Linked DNA regions of Astyanax mexicanus: region 1 is linked to region 2. The links are chromatin contacts, called in public Hi-C maps. All regions are on one chromosome and are shown on one strand. The core of a region is the stretch at or near the end of the contact, and the rest is flanking DNA. Distances in the headings are between cores, read along the strand shown. Region 1 overlaps shroom4 (shroom family member 4). Region 2 holds the start of leap2 (liver-expressed antimicrobial peptide 2).

Evidence for each region. A called contact is a pair of places that touch in the nucleus more often than the background predicts.
Region 1: a contact with region 2 is called in a Hi-C map of muscle, with 17 times the contacts expected there. The contact joins the enhancer-like site here to the promoter of leap2 in region 2. A contact is called at or near these places in 2 of 3 Hi-C or Micro-C datasets (both in muscle).

What each region holds. Positions count from the first base shown.
Region 1 is chr8:24,265,922-24,272,684 of AstMex3_surface, forward strand. shroom4 (shroom family member 4) reads left to right here. Exons shown (of 10, transcript XM_022678404.2): 5 at 1,048-1,109; 6 at 1,327-1,989; 7 at 3,108-3,764; 8 at 3,872-4,010; 9 at 4,989-5,261. Among protein-coding and RNA genes, the nearest start is that of cskmt, 14 kb to the right of the region's middle. Within about 2 kb of position 3,505, the one cell type or tissue checked has an H3K27ac peak away from gene starts, as active enhancers do.
Region 2 is chr8:24,186,134-24,192,750 of AstMex3_surface, forward strand. leap2 (liver-expressed antimicrobial peptide 2) reads right to left here and starts at 3,014. Exons shown (of 3, transcript XM_007248060.3): 1 at 2,767-3,014; 2 at 2,228-2,397; 3 at 23-1,238. The coding sequence starts at 2,916. The coding sequence ends at 1,199.

The DNA of each region.
Region 1 (6,763 bases), core at 2,255-4,754, 80 kb after region 2:
CTCTTGATACAACCAAAAATAACTTTGGAGAAGACTCTTACACTGTTTTGCTGGCTTAGTGTCTGGTGTAGTTTAGCTTCTAGAGGAACAAACAGTTAAAGGTGGTTTAAAATCTATGGTTTAATAACTTTTGTAAGAATGTATGATCTGTGGTAAAGTTACCATAAAAATGATACTGTTGTTTAACAGGAACGGAAAAAGAAAGTTTTGGAAAGATGTTAAAATGTTATGCACTGTAACTTGGAGTGAAACTACACATAATAAATCATAATATTAGCATGAGGGACACAGAATGACTGTTTTATGATAGCGAGGGTGTAAAATTAGCTTAGATATATGCTATATTTTTTGGTTACAAATGGTTTAAAACACTGGAATTCTATTCATAACCTAGTAGTTTCCTAATATTGCAATAAAAACTGCATGGATAGAAACTGGACATTTATTTTAAATCAAGTCGGATCCCTGTTTAATGCTACCAGATGTGCAGGACATCCTAAAATTGTGCTTCCTCTGTATCCCACGAGGAAACGGTTGGCTATGTCACTGAATATAAAATATGTTATAAGCTGACCCCAATCTTACAGGAAGACTGAATATGTATGCTGTTTTATTATTCTTTGCTTTCAGTTCATGTCCTCCATTCTCTAAACATTTAGAGATACAATTTCATGATGACTTTGCAGATTTGGGTTCAAACTGATCCAGATAATCTATTTTTAGATATGCTCTGTCTGGGTAAGAATAAACAGTTGTGAGACATTTATTTCGTATTGTATTTGGGGGAAATTTAGCCTACACGGTATAGACTGAATCATGAGCATAATTTCACAACTGGAGTTGGATCTGCTGCTAGGTTTTAAAAATGCTTTGTTGAATGGTAATTTGACTGTGGCAGAAAGTAGTTAGGCCTAAGTACTTCCACCAGTACAACAAAGCTTTCCATAAAGCTCATTTTGGGCCTCAGGCACCACGGAAACTATAGCATCCGAACACTTTTCCTGTTCTAATTCCTGTTTTGAATCACTTGGCACATGTCTTCCACAGGCCTATCCTGTACGGGAGCTGGAACAAACAAAGCTCAACAGGAAGTTCAGTCTGACTGAGAGGTAAGTCCTTTGTTTAAAGGAATGTTCCCCTCAAAAATTTTCTTACCTTTCTTTATTGTATTTTATTTTTGGTGTGTGTAGTCTAGTTTGCTTTATTTTGCACTAGAGCTTTTAGGGAACAAAACTCAGAAATGAAATATTGTCTCAACAGAATGTTCTTTTTTATATCCTGCAACAGCATGACCCACACAGTTAATCATATTTTATTTCCCCACAGGGACTATCCCCACTACAGACGAGACTCCAGGCCAGTAGAGGTCACTGTGGCTCCAGGCTTCCAGAGCCAGTGGAATAATAATAACAGGCTACGTTTTAATAACAATGAGAACCAACCCTTCAGGTCATCACTACTCAGAAACCGTGCCATGTCAGAAAACGATCTACGTGTGCTGATTCCCTGCCTTCAAAGCCACCTAGCAGCTAATACCAACTCGGGCAGAATGTCTTCCACCCTCAGAGAACTGGACGAGAACATCCCCTCTGATAGCGAGGAAAAGAAGAAGAAAGGTCCTCCTCCTCCTCGTCCGCCACCTCCAAAGTGGGGGCAGTTTCACATGAGACGGGCCTCTCACCACAACCTCTTCTCCTCTCCACCTGCACCCTCCCCACCGCCGCAAACGTATACGTCACGCCCACCTCTCGTCACAGAATTGACACGGCAGAGGTCCTATAGCCTTCCTCCGAGGGATGGGATGGAGAACTGTCAGCAGTGCCACCAGGAATGCCCAGTTGCTCCACCCAGCCCTGCTTTCAGTCGCAGAGCTTTTAAACCGGTAGCTCCACCTCCAAAAGAGCAAGACGTGCCCCCGACTCACCACTACGATATGAATAGTGAGATAGACCCACCTCCAGCAGTGGCACAAGTCGAGCAGAGCACAAGGTAAGGATGCCTATAAATTCTCATATTACACTTCCATCATGATTAACTTAAATAAAGGTAAAGAGCTGGAATTAGTTCTGATTTGATTTATGGAGTACAGAGGAACATGTGAACAAACTGAGTGTGGAAAACAACTCCAGCAGATTTGACAAAAACAGCCCAACAAAAACAAAAGAGAGGGCCAGAAGGTAACATAGACTTGAGAGCACAAACTAAGTGATCCTGTGCAAGAGGCACTACAACAGCACCTTCATCTCACTTTACCACAATTCCCTGTGTTCATTACCTTGTGGATCTGTAGCCTTTATTTAAAGCGAAACATTGATGACAAAAATGAAAAGCTAAGCTAACTGGAGTTTGAGCCTAGACTTAAAAATGAGACTTATGTTCTGAACATTTTTTGGAAGGTTATTCCAGAGTTGACTAGGTTGACCAGAGCTTAAAATATGACGAGCTTGTAATCGAGATGTAATCGTAATAGCTCCTATTAGTAAATGAAGTAAAGCAAGTATTTAGCAATCATAAATATATAAAATCTTAGCCATAGATGCAGGAAACAGGAAGTTGGTGATAGAGGTAAAAAAAAAAATACAAATTCCACCTTAAAGCAATCGCAACAGGTCCTTATTCTGCTCAGAACCAATGCTTACTTTATTGTTTTTAGCATTTTAAGTAGCTGCTTTCTATTTCTTATTATTTCTCAGTTATTTCTGAAATAATTAAGAAATAAATGAGATTAAAGATTATACATCTTTACATGTAGATGCATAGAACCTGCCAGAGGTTAAAGAACTATTATGTAGCAGTGATTTGTCAGGCTTTTCCTTAACTGAAATAAAAATAAGTTATGTTTCCACCTTGTTTAATGTAAAGCTTGAAGGGAGCTGTTTGTTATTCCTTTAAAAACAGCTAAATTAAAGTTTATTTTATTATAGATTTATTGTGCTTGTTTTGACTACCTTGGAAATATATGTAAAATTAACATTAAATATTACTAATTTTGCACACTTACAAATATTTTTTTTACTGTTAAAACAGACAATATAGTAATATCACCCAGCCATACTTTCTATGCATTACCTCAATTGTCTCTATCATTCTGTACCTTTTTTTTTTAGATTGCCACACCCAACCTGGAGACTGCCTTCAGATCAGTACCAGCCACCTGTGGTCAAGCCTGTCTTCCATAAGCATAGAGCAGAATGGGACCTGACCAATCCTCATAATTCCTCACCAACCAATAGCACTAGCAGATCTTCAGGACCCAACCCATCTGAAAATGGCTCTTATCCTGGAGCTGTCCCTCCCGAGTCCTACTTCACAATGAACAACAACAACACCTACCAGCAGCACTTGCAGAATTGGCCACAACAAACAGGAGCAGTGTGTAAACATCTGGAACCATCTACCCAAACTCCACTTCCGATCCAGGAGCAGACCTTGCCCTTGGAGACGGACATCGATGAGGTCCATGAGGATGAGGGCACCTCAGTGGAGCAGCAGAGCCGAGAGGAGGGCGGGATGGAGATGCAGTGTTTTGCTCAGCCAGTGACTGTGCTGGAAACTGACATAGACACTGTAACTGAGGAGGAAGCTCCTCTGGCAGGGATGAGAAGAGGACAGAGAGTGTCCCTGGTGGACTCTTTCTTAGAGAAGGACTGTGAAAAGGCTGGGAAGGAGCTGATGGTGGAACTCTTCCCTCAGTGCACAGACACAGGGAGTGGAGGAGAGGGCTGGAGAGGAGGATACCCAGTCAATGTGGACACTCTAGAGAGGTAGGGTTTCATTTCTTTAAATAACCATTTTATAGGCATGATACTATGATAAAATTGTAGTATTTTATATGTCAAATTTCTTAATCCCTGCATGTTTATTGGCCTAGGTCTTCCAGACAGCTCTCCTCAACATCACATGCCTTAGCCTCCACTACCTACAGTGATTCCACCAGCAAAGCCCAGCTCTTTAACAAGATGAGCAACTTCTCCGAGGTGAAGGAGGGGGAGGAGGAGCTTAACTACAAGGTTTGTAGACTTTTCAACTAATAATATATTAGTTCAGTCTGAAGGAATAAGTGTGCTGGACTAGTTTAAATAAAACACTTAGGCTCAGTTTCTCAGACAGGGATTAAATTTAGTTGTAGACTATGTTTTTCTTTAATGGATAATCTCTGTTTCAATTGCTGTCTATTCCTAGACTAGGCCCCCTATTTACCTACATAGATGAGCTACACTATATCTATATGTATCTATATCTATAACACCTATAACCCCTTCTAATGGATGTATAAATCTATTTAATTGATCAAGAACATTTCAAAATTCACACGCACAGTTGGTATGTTCTTTAAGAACGCTACTGCCAAAGGAATAGGACACCTATTGGCAACATGTCTCATGCCAGATATGGAGTAGACAGCTATAAATCCTCCAGAATTGAGCCGTGGATCAGTAAACTGTTTTTTTTCTGGAATGATGATGGTGCTCTGTCCAATACTTTTGGGATGAATTGAGATAGAGATCATTTAACATCCTGACCTCTTTAATGTTCTTGTTCTCACAGCAATGCTCCAAAATCTAGTAAAAACTTATCTTAGGACTTAAAAGCAGGATACACTCATTTTTAATACCCTTAATTTGTGAAGAAACAATGAATGAATGATCAGTTGTTCAAATAAACACACAGTGATAAAGTAAGAGCACATGCCCGGAGTGGTGGGCAGCCATAGCTGCAGTGTGGGTTAAGGACCTTGCTCAAGGGCCTTAGCAACGATGGCTTGCTGCTCTAACTGATGCCAATTAAATGAGATAGAAACCTACAGTATATATTAGCCAGAATTAGACACATTGCCACAAAGCCTACACCTCTACCCTATATATAATTGATATCAGTATAAATCTCTGTTTTCATTGAGGGTCTTGACTTGACTGATCTGTTTACATCTGAATGTTCTTTCAAAGATTCTGACTTTTCTGTGCTTTATGTGTTTCTACTGTTTGCAGAAACAGTTAATAGAGAGTCTGCGTAAGAAGCTGGGTGTATTACATGACGCTCAGAGGGGTCTGCAGGAGGACATCAGGGCCAACGCTCAGCTGGGTGAGGAGGTGGAAAGCCTGGTGCTGGCTGTCTGCAAGCCTAACGAGGTGGACAAGTACCGCATGTTTATTGGGGACCTGGACAAGGTGACGAGTCTGCTGTTGTCCCTCTCTGGACGGCTGCTCAGAGTGGAGAGTGCCCTGGATTGCCTGGATCCGGAGTCTGGACACACTGAGAGGGTGAGCAAAAAGTGTACTTTTCTGGGTGTGAAATGTACCTTAATCAGAATTATAGTTATAACAGTTTCTAGACCTTCTATAGATTATGTGCAAAACATGTTCATACTAAGTCTTTTTTCTGTTCTATTTAACCAGCAGTTTTACTTTATTTATTTGAATGAATCCATATATATTTCATATAAAAATGTTAAAATTAAATGATACTAAAAGTTAGGACTGCATATACAGTGATAAAGTGATTGGAGTCGCAATAGTGTGTGTCACAAAGGCTTCACTGTGGCTAAAGCTTAATTCCCTGTCTGGGCATCTCACTGCACCAATAAGAGTACTAATAGGAAAAATTACTTTTTTTTTTAGTAATATGTTTCAAAATATGAAACATATATTATATAGATATATTAAACACAATAATTTATTTTAATCACCGATTGTGGAAACTTCACACTAGACCTCAAACAGCATGGACTGAGTGCTTCTCCACTCTTCCTCCAGTATCTGCTCCCTTGATTTCCAAATTAAATGCAAAATTTACTGATGTTCAATGATGTTTGGAGAGCCATTTCATCTGCTGGTGTTGATCCACTGTGTTACATCAAGTCAAAAAGGGATGCTTCCCTCTGCTGACAACTTTTATGGAGATGCGGATTTCATTTTCCAGCAGGATTTGGCACACTGCCTACACTGCCAAAAGTACCAATTGGTTTTATATAATATTCAAATTTTCTGAGACACTGATTTTTGGGTTAATAAGATTAACATTAGATTATTTGTCTCTCTAACTATCATGATATTATGCAATATTTTATTCTTGTATACACTCTGTGCTCCATTTATGGGATATTTCTGTGTATGAGAAGCGCAATTGTACTGTAGCATACACTGTTGAATAGACATATGAAAAACACTTATCTCCAAAACAGCAACTTTACAGGAGAGAGAACAAACTTGTATACTTTCAAAGGAAGTCAATGTAAAAAGAGTTTATTTCAGGTCATTTTGAAGAGTTTCTATTGGTCCGTTCTTTAAGAAATTATAGCACAGTGTAAGGGACATTAGGATTTATGCAAACACTTTTTTTTGTTACATTTTTTAGATGCTTTGGTTCAAAGCAACTTACAATAATGATGTACATTTAGTAATAGAAGACAAAGAAATTCACTGCAACAAATTTAAGACAGAGGAGGAAATAAGAGAGAAGAAGCGAAGAAGGTTAGAAGTAGTTAGTGTGTTAGAGGTGTAGAGAGAGTAAGTGCTTTTTGAAGAGCTCTGTCTTCAGGAGTTTCTTAACGATATTGAGGGACACTCCTGATCTGGTAGTTTGAAGGTAGAAGGTAGTTTGTTCCACCATTGAGGAACTTCTTACCTGTAGAAATTCTCCAAGAGATCAGTTTAGAACTGATATGGACATCATGTATTACAGTGTTTTTTTTTTTATTATTGACAATGTCCATTGCAATGATTTACCCACTATCTGTGGTCACTTTAGCTTTCGGTCACGGTTC
Region 2 (6,617 bases), core at 1,764-4,263:
ATGATACATAATATACGCACAGTTTAAAAGTATAAAAGTGTTTTTATTTACTTAATACATATTCAAACAGCATGCACCATGCATAAAAGAAAAATCAATATACTAAGCACAAATACAGTACACACACACACACTTACATTTAATGATGACATCTCTTAACACCTGACTACAGTAACAGCATCAGCAGATTTCTCATTTTAAGAGCCTCCCAAATATATATGGGTCAAATCATTCAAAACAAGCAACACAAGGAAAATAATAAATATCTAGAACATACAAGGACACTTGGTAGTCCTGATTCAGTTTTGTGAGTCAAGACATATGACTATGGTCAGCTGTGTATTAGCAGTTACAAAAATAGATACAAAGTCTGAGAGTACCGGTACCTTGAAAATGTTAGAAAAAGACAACTGACATGATCAACAGAACATAAAAAAATAACATTAGCTTCCCTCAGTTGACAGAGGCTACCTTTGCACCTTGGATCACTCTTTTTCTTCCCTTTCTGCACCACAGTATCTCTAGTTCAATGACACTCGGGTTGAAACTCTGCACGATCTGCGGTTTCAACATTCTATTAGACCTACTTGCACAGCATCGAGACATGACATGATACAATACTGAGAAGCGCTCTTCTGGAAACAGACAGATTCTAAGCTTAAAGTGTATCCAGAGGCCTCTACAGTATTATTCCCACTACACCTCCATCACTAGCACCACCAAAAATCTTACATGTACACATGTATATGAGAGGATCTATTCATGGTCTGGAAAATTTTAGAAAATGTGTTATTAAATAGAAGATATTATAGAATAATAGTATAAATATATATACCATGCTTTGCACTTGAAGGTTATGAGGTTTATGTTGATACACTGGAGAGAGAGTTTACGTGTGAATATTATGAACTGATATGATTATAATTGGAGCGTAACATGCCCACCTACACAGCTTCAGCTCCAGACCACTCTATATTGCCCATAATTCGACACAAACATAGTGAGATCCTACTCTTAGCTTAGTTTAGGCGTAGCCTGTCTTTAAACACAACACATTGCACATTACATCACATTTTCCTCACATTGCTGACCGAATCAAGCCCTTTTTGTCTCCATGCACTGGGTAAATACAGGTTTCTGTGCAGGGGCTGGACAGTCATCCTCACTTGCGCAGGAGAAGAAGAAATCTTATCCCCTCTTAGGACTTAATCGGCTGACTGAAGGTACAATGTCCATTCCTGTAAAAAGAAAAATTAAAAAAGAAAATAAATCATAGTAATAATAATAATGAGCATCTGTTTAACAAAGCAAGTTTACACCAGACCAGAACTCAGGGCTATGTTCAGACTGCCAGTCCAGATTTTATTTTTGCATATCTAGAATGTTTTCGTATATATATATATATATATATATATATATATATATATATATATATATATATATATTTTTTTTTTTTTTTTTTTTTTTACATTTGAACAGCCAATCATGAACAAAAACGAAATCCAATTTGGATCCAAACCACATCAGGAGGTGATTTGAAAATGCAGTTACACTCAGATTTGCGTCTCAAACTGGAGGCTTGGGCCTTTTTTTTGGGTCACATTACAACAGACAACAACCTCATCAAACCCAGAGTGACAGAAGTGCAGGGGGATTAAAGAAGAGCACCAAAGGTTAGTTACTGATGCCAACCTCAAAAGACAGCAACACACATATGTATGCACATATATTTTTGAGGTCGGACACACAAATCTAATCTAATCTAATCTAATCACTGGCAAATATCAGTGCAGACAGACACGTGATTTGACAAAAAAAATTCTGCAGTCTAAACATTGCCCTGGAGATCCCAGCAGATCTACCCTTCCTGCGGACATCAGCCCCAACTGTATTCAGCCCCAACTAATTACCACAGTGCTTGATTAGTAGTGTGGTTCCGCAGTTAGAGCACTGAGCCTTCAACATCAAGGTTCTCAGAGTAAATTACTTCTACTTTTGGAAATATTACACAAACATAGCAATATTTATCATACTTTCGCTGGACACAAAGATGGAATGTGGCCTCCATCTTTAATCCATCTGTGGCCAGTGGCAGTGTGCCAAGCCCAGGTATCGAACCCACATCCCTGTCACCAATGAGCCAGTGCTCTAGCCAAAGAGCCACCACTGCCCCCAATTATGTGATGTATATTCACATAAAATAAAAAGATGTATAGCATCACTGTACCTGCACACGCCTGTGGAGCATTCGTAATTATTCTGGCAATAGGCTCCTTGGGGTTTAGTGCCCATGATCCTCCAAAGGGGCGTCATGCGGGCCAACCTCCTGTGTGACTTTGCAGCTCCCTGCACAGAATCTGACTTTCCATCTCTGTCTGGAACAGGACCTGGAGCCACCTGAAAAGCAAACCCACACACACAGGTTCAAGTTCAGCACACAAATCTACAGAAAAGAAAAAGTGACTGCATCATAAAATAAAGACTCATATATTTTTACAATACATAAGTAATAAACCTATATGGACTAGGTCCATGCATGAATTATGCCACAAGTTTCTAATAACTGAAAATTAATTGCTATACCCAGCCGTTAAACATTACCCAAAGATTTTTAATTCAACATGATCTTGGGAAAAATAAAAATTAATGACTGCAGCATACTTAAAATAAAGGACATTGCAATTACATATTGGCTTTACAATTAAAGGTCATGCCAGCTTAAAAATATAAAAAAATAATAAAAATAATAAAAAATAAAAGATTTACCTGCTGGACGACGACGAAAATCACCAGGCACCAAACTGTCACAGATATTCTTCTGAAGTGTCTTTGCTCCTGCATTCTGAAGGAATGAGTTTCACCACAATTTCTCTGAACTATCTCTGTAAACTCAGGCAGTAGAGACTCAGGAGGCATTACCTAGCTATCTACAGCCTTGTGTACTCTATAGTCAGCACCACAGACACATCCAATCTGCCTGTCTCCTTCACGTCCCCTATCTTCATTTCACCCGCTCTCTCTTGCTCCCTGCCTTTTTGTACCCAGTTGTGACATCATCTGTTTGCTTAATATTTGCAACAAGGATAAGCGTGCTCCTCTGGGGCCCTGGGTGAGAATGCAGTCAGGGTTAAGGGAAGCAGTAGCTAGGACCTGATAAGATATTATACGGCATCGCAAGATTATCAACAGGCCAAAGTTCATACGTTCATTTTAGTTTGATATAGTATGTAAACATGTTAAATATTTGAAATTAGTTATTAAAAGTAAATTTTAAATTGACTGTGTTTGAACACATAATTATATAAAGACAGGTCTAAAAGTTCAACCATATCCATATCTCCATAACTCCTCTAAATATGCTGCACTAAATATAATGCAACTTATGTCTTTTTTTGTTACATTATTTTATACAAAATCAAGTTTTTGTAAGTTACTAAGTTACTGTTTTCAAAATAGACAAACACAGATTTTTTTTGGTAACAATAATAATAAAAATAATAATAAAGGCATATTACTTAACAGTACTCCCAACAGAATGTCTAAACTAATTATTAATGAACAGTTATTATTATCAATGTAATTTAGACATTATTAATAATTAACATTATTATAATGTTTTAACTAGTTTAATGAATAATTAGTGGAGACATTACTTAACCATTAAATAATGTTTATTACTGTTATTTGTGCTTTTGTTTCTACTGAATGTAATAAAATGTAATACTTATTAGTTACTAATTTGCTACTTATACTTATTTTGTTACAATAGTATATTCTTAAAATTAATTCAATTATGTGTCGTATCGCTAAGAATATGGTTTTATATGGTATATATATGGTATATATATATCATCAGTTCAGCCAAATCTCGATGAGATTTGGCTGAACTGATGATTTAAATTTGTAAATGTAGGTGATGTTACAAATCTGTCCTTGAAATGGAACACTTGCAGACATTGTTTTATCGATGCACATTCTCGGTTGTTTTGCTGCATTGCCGGTCTTGTGCCAAATCTGTTTTACATCAAGGTAAAAAAAAAAAACGATTTGAGTCACTTTAGCATGTTAATGTGTACGTAGCTTTAGACCGATTTTTTGATTTGATTATCTATTAGTAACCAAAATTGCTTGAGTTTGCAGAAAGAAGTGAAGGGTTTGTGATATGGAGAAACTGCTGATAGAGGTAGAAATCAACAGAGCTTTTCAAGAAAATGTCAAGAAAATGAAATCTTCTTAAATAGAATCAGCCCCATATCACAAATCAAAATAATGTTCAAAATAATCCATATATTTATAATCTTGTTAGTTTGTAAAATGCCTGTAGTTCCTAAATGTTTTGTTATATACTGATGTCATTAAGAATTGATTTAAACATGTATATTTATGAATTGTTTTAATTTATTTGTCTTCACAATCTTGCTCCACTATTAGTCAGGACTAGTTCCTCCTAAATTCACTCTTAAAGATAAGGGAAATCTTTTATTTAATTCAAAATGTTCTTATCTCTAATTGTATACTTAGAGAGGTCACTAGACTTTCTCTTGCAGAACTGTTAGCAGCCTATGGGCTGAGTTTGCTCAAACTCAGGTTTTATTTGTTTAGTATTATATGTATTTATATATTATATATATAAATGCAAGTGGTATAGTACACTGAGACAAATATATAAAATGGGTAATTTCAAGGGTGTTTTTACACCTATATAATTTTTTTTACAAGTTTTTTTTTAACTGGAATGTTTTCCTTGTTGGGTTAGTTTGACACAAAACACAATTTCAACAAAATGCATTACAACAAACCACACAAGCATGTTCTCACTGCTTATTGATCAGAGCCCAGTTTCCCCAAAACTGTCTTAGCATTAAGACAAGTTCAAGAATAATCTTAGTGCTAAGAACCTTTTGGCAAACCCACCCAAATCTGTCTCGGGCAGGCGCAAGAAAGTTAATACAAGCAGAAGATCTTATGTTCTGGACTAACACATATTTCAGTGTAATAATAAATATGACTTTTATTGATATCTGTAGTGATATTCTGGGTGATGCAGCTCGGGAAGAAATAAGAGACCACAGTTTCTCTGATTTTGCCATTTATATGTATATATTTGAGTGAAATTAACATTGTGGTTTTATTTTATAAACTACTGACAATGTTTCTCCCAAATTCAAAATACAAATATTGTCATTTAGAGCATTTATTTACATTTATATACAGAAAATGAGAAATAGCTAACAAGTAACAAAGATGCTTTAATACCTTAAATAATGCAAATAAAACAAGTTCATATTCATAAAATTTAGAAATCAATATTTGGTGTAATAGCCCTGTTTTTTATAAAGCAGTTCAGCTTGATTTGATGGCTTGTGATCATCCATTTTCCTTTTGATTAAATTCCAGAGGTTTTCAATTAGGTAAAATCAAAGAAATTAATCATTTTTAAGTGGCCTCTTATTTTTTTAAAGCAGTATATCAGGTTAATTAGGTTACACTACACCTGTCACATATACTTTACCACTGGAATCTTTTGAAATTATGGTATCATTTTAGACATAAAAAACCCAAACCCAATGGAAAAATTATATCTAGTAACATTGTAATTTATAATCTCTCTAATTAAGATGTCTTGAAATTAATTTAATTTATTTTTCATTGTTAATGAACATTAAGTATTATGCATCAACTCTCAAATCCAACAACTTTCTGCCATTCTAAAGACTCAGACTAAGCTTGGTTTAGATTTGACTACAGTCAGTCTTAACTACAGCTCTACAACCCAACCATTAACCCTGATGGGCTGTGATCCTGCAGTCTGATGACTTCTCAAACACACACCTACTAACCCCCATAACTAACTGATGAGCTAAATGAGATGTGTTTGGGGAAATGTGAACTCTGGCTTCTTGCAAGACGCAAGATTAAAGACTACACGTGGCAACATATAGATCATAACCATTGCCTCAGCGAAGTGACTCACATGCAATGTGTAGTCATGGACAGAAATGTGACAAGGGAGCAGAGAAAAAGAGAAAATGTGGGGAACTTGAGGAATCTGTCTCCACTCCAAGTCATCACAAAGGTCCACGATGACTGAATGTGATGTCCCATGCTTTGAACATCATCCTGAGTGCCCTTAAAATGAATAATCATTTCATAAGAATGTGTCCTTGTTTTAAACATATTTGCCATCCTCTCAGCTGAAGCTCAGCAGCCCTGGCTCCAATGGCCAAGGCCGTGCTTATCTGTCATTATGAATGTGCAAAAAGTCATCAAAAGTGATTCATTAACAACCACGCTGCATTCAAGAATAAATGCATGCATTTACATTCCTCTACCATTAGTCATATTAATGTAGGGGAATCTTTCTTGTGGGTCAAAGATTAAATTCCATTAAGCTGTGTATAGTTCATGCACAGTACACAGCGCAAATCCTTAACAATGGCTACTCTATGGGAAGGGAAAACCCTTTTTAAGGCAATGTAAATATACAAAGACATGCCAAATATCATGGGACTGGAGCTAAAACACATTTATCATTGAACATTGCCTGGCCATGACTGGATCAGCCAGGTCAGCCAGCCAAGTCTATGAAAGATTTTTTTTTTAAATCTGCTAAAAGA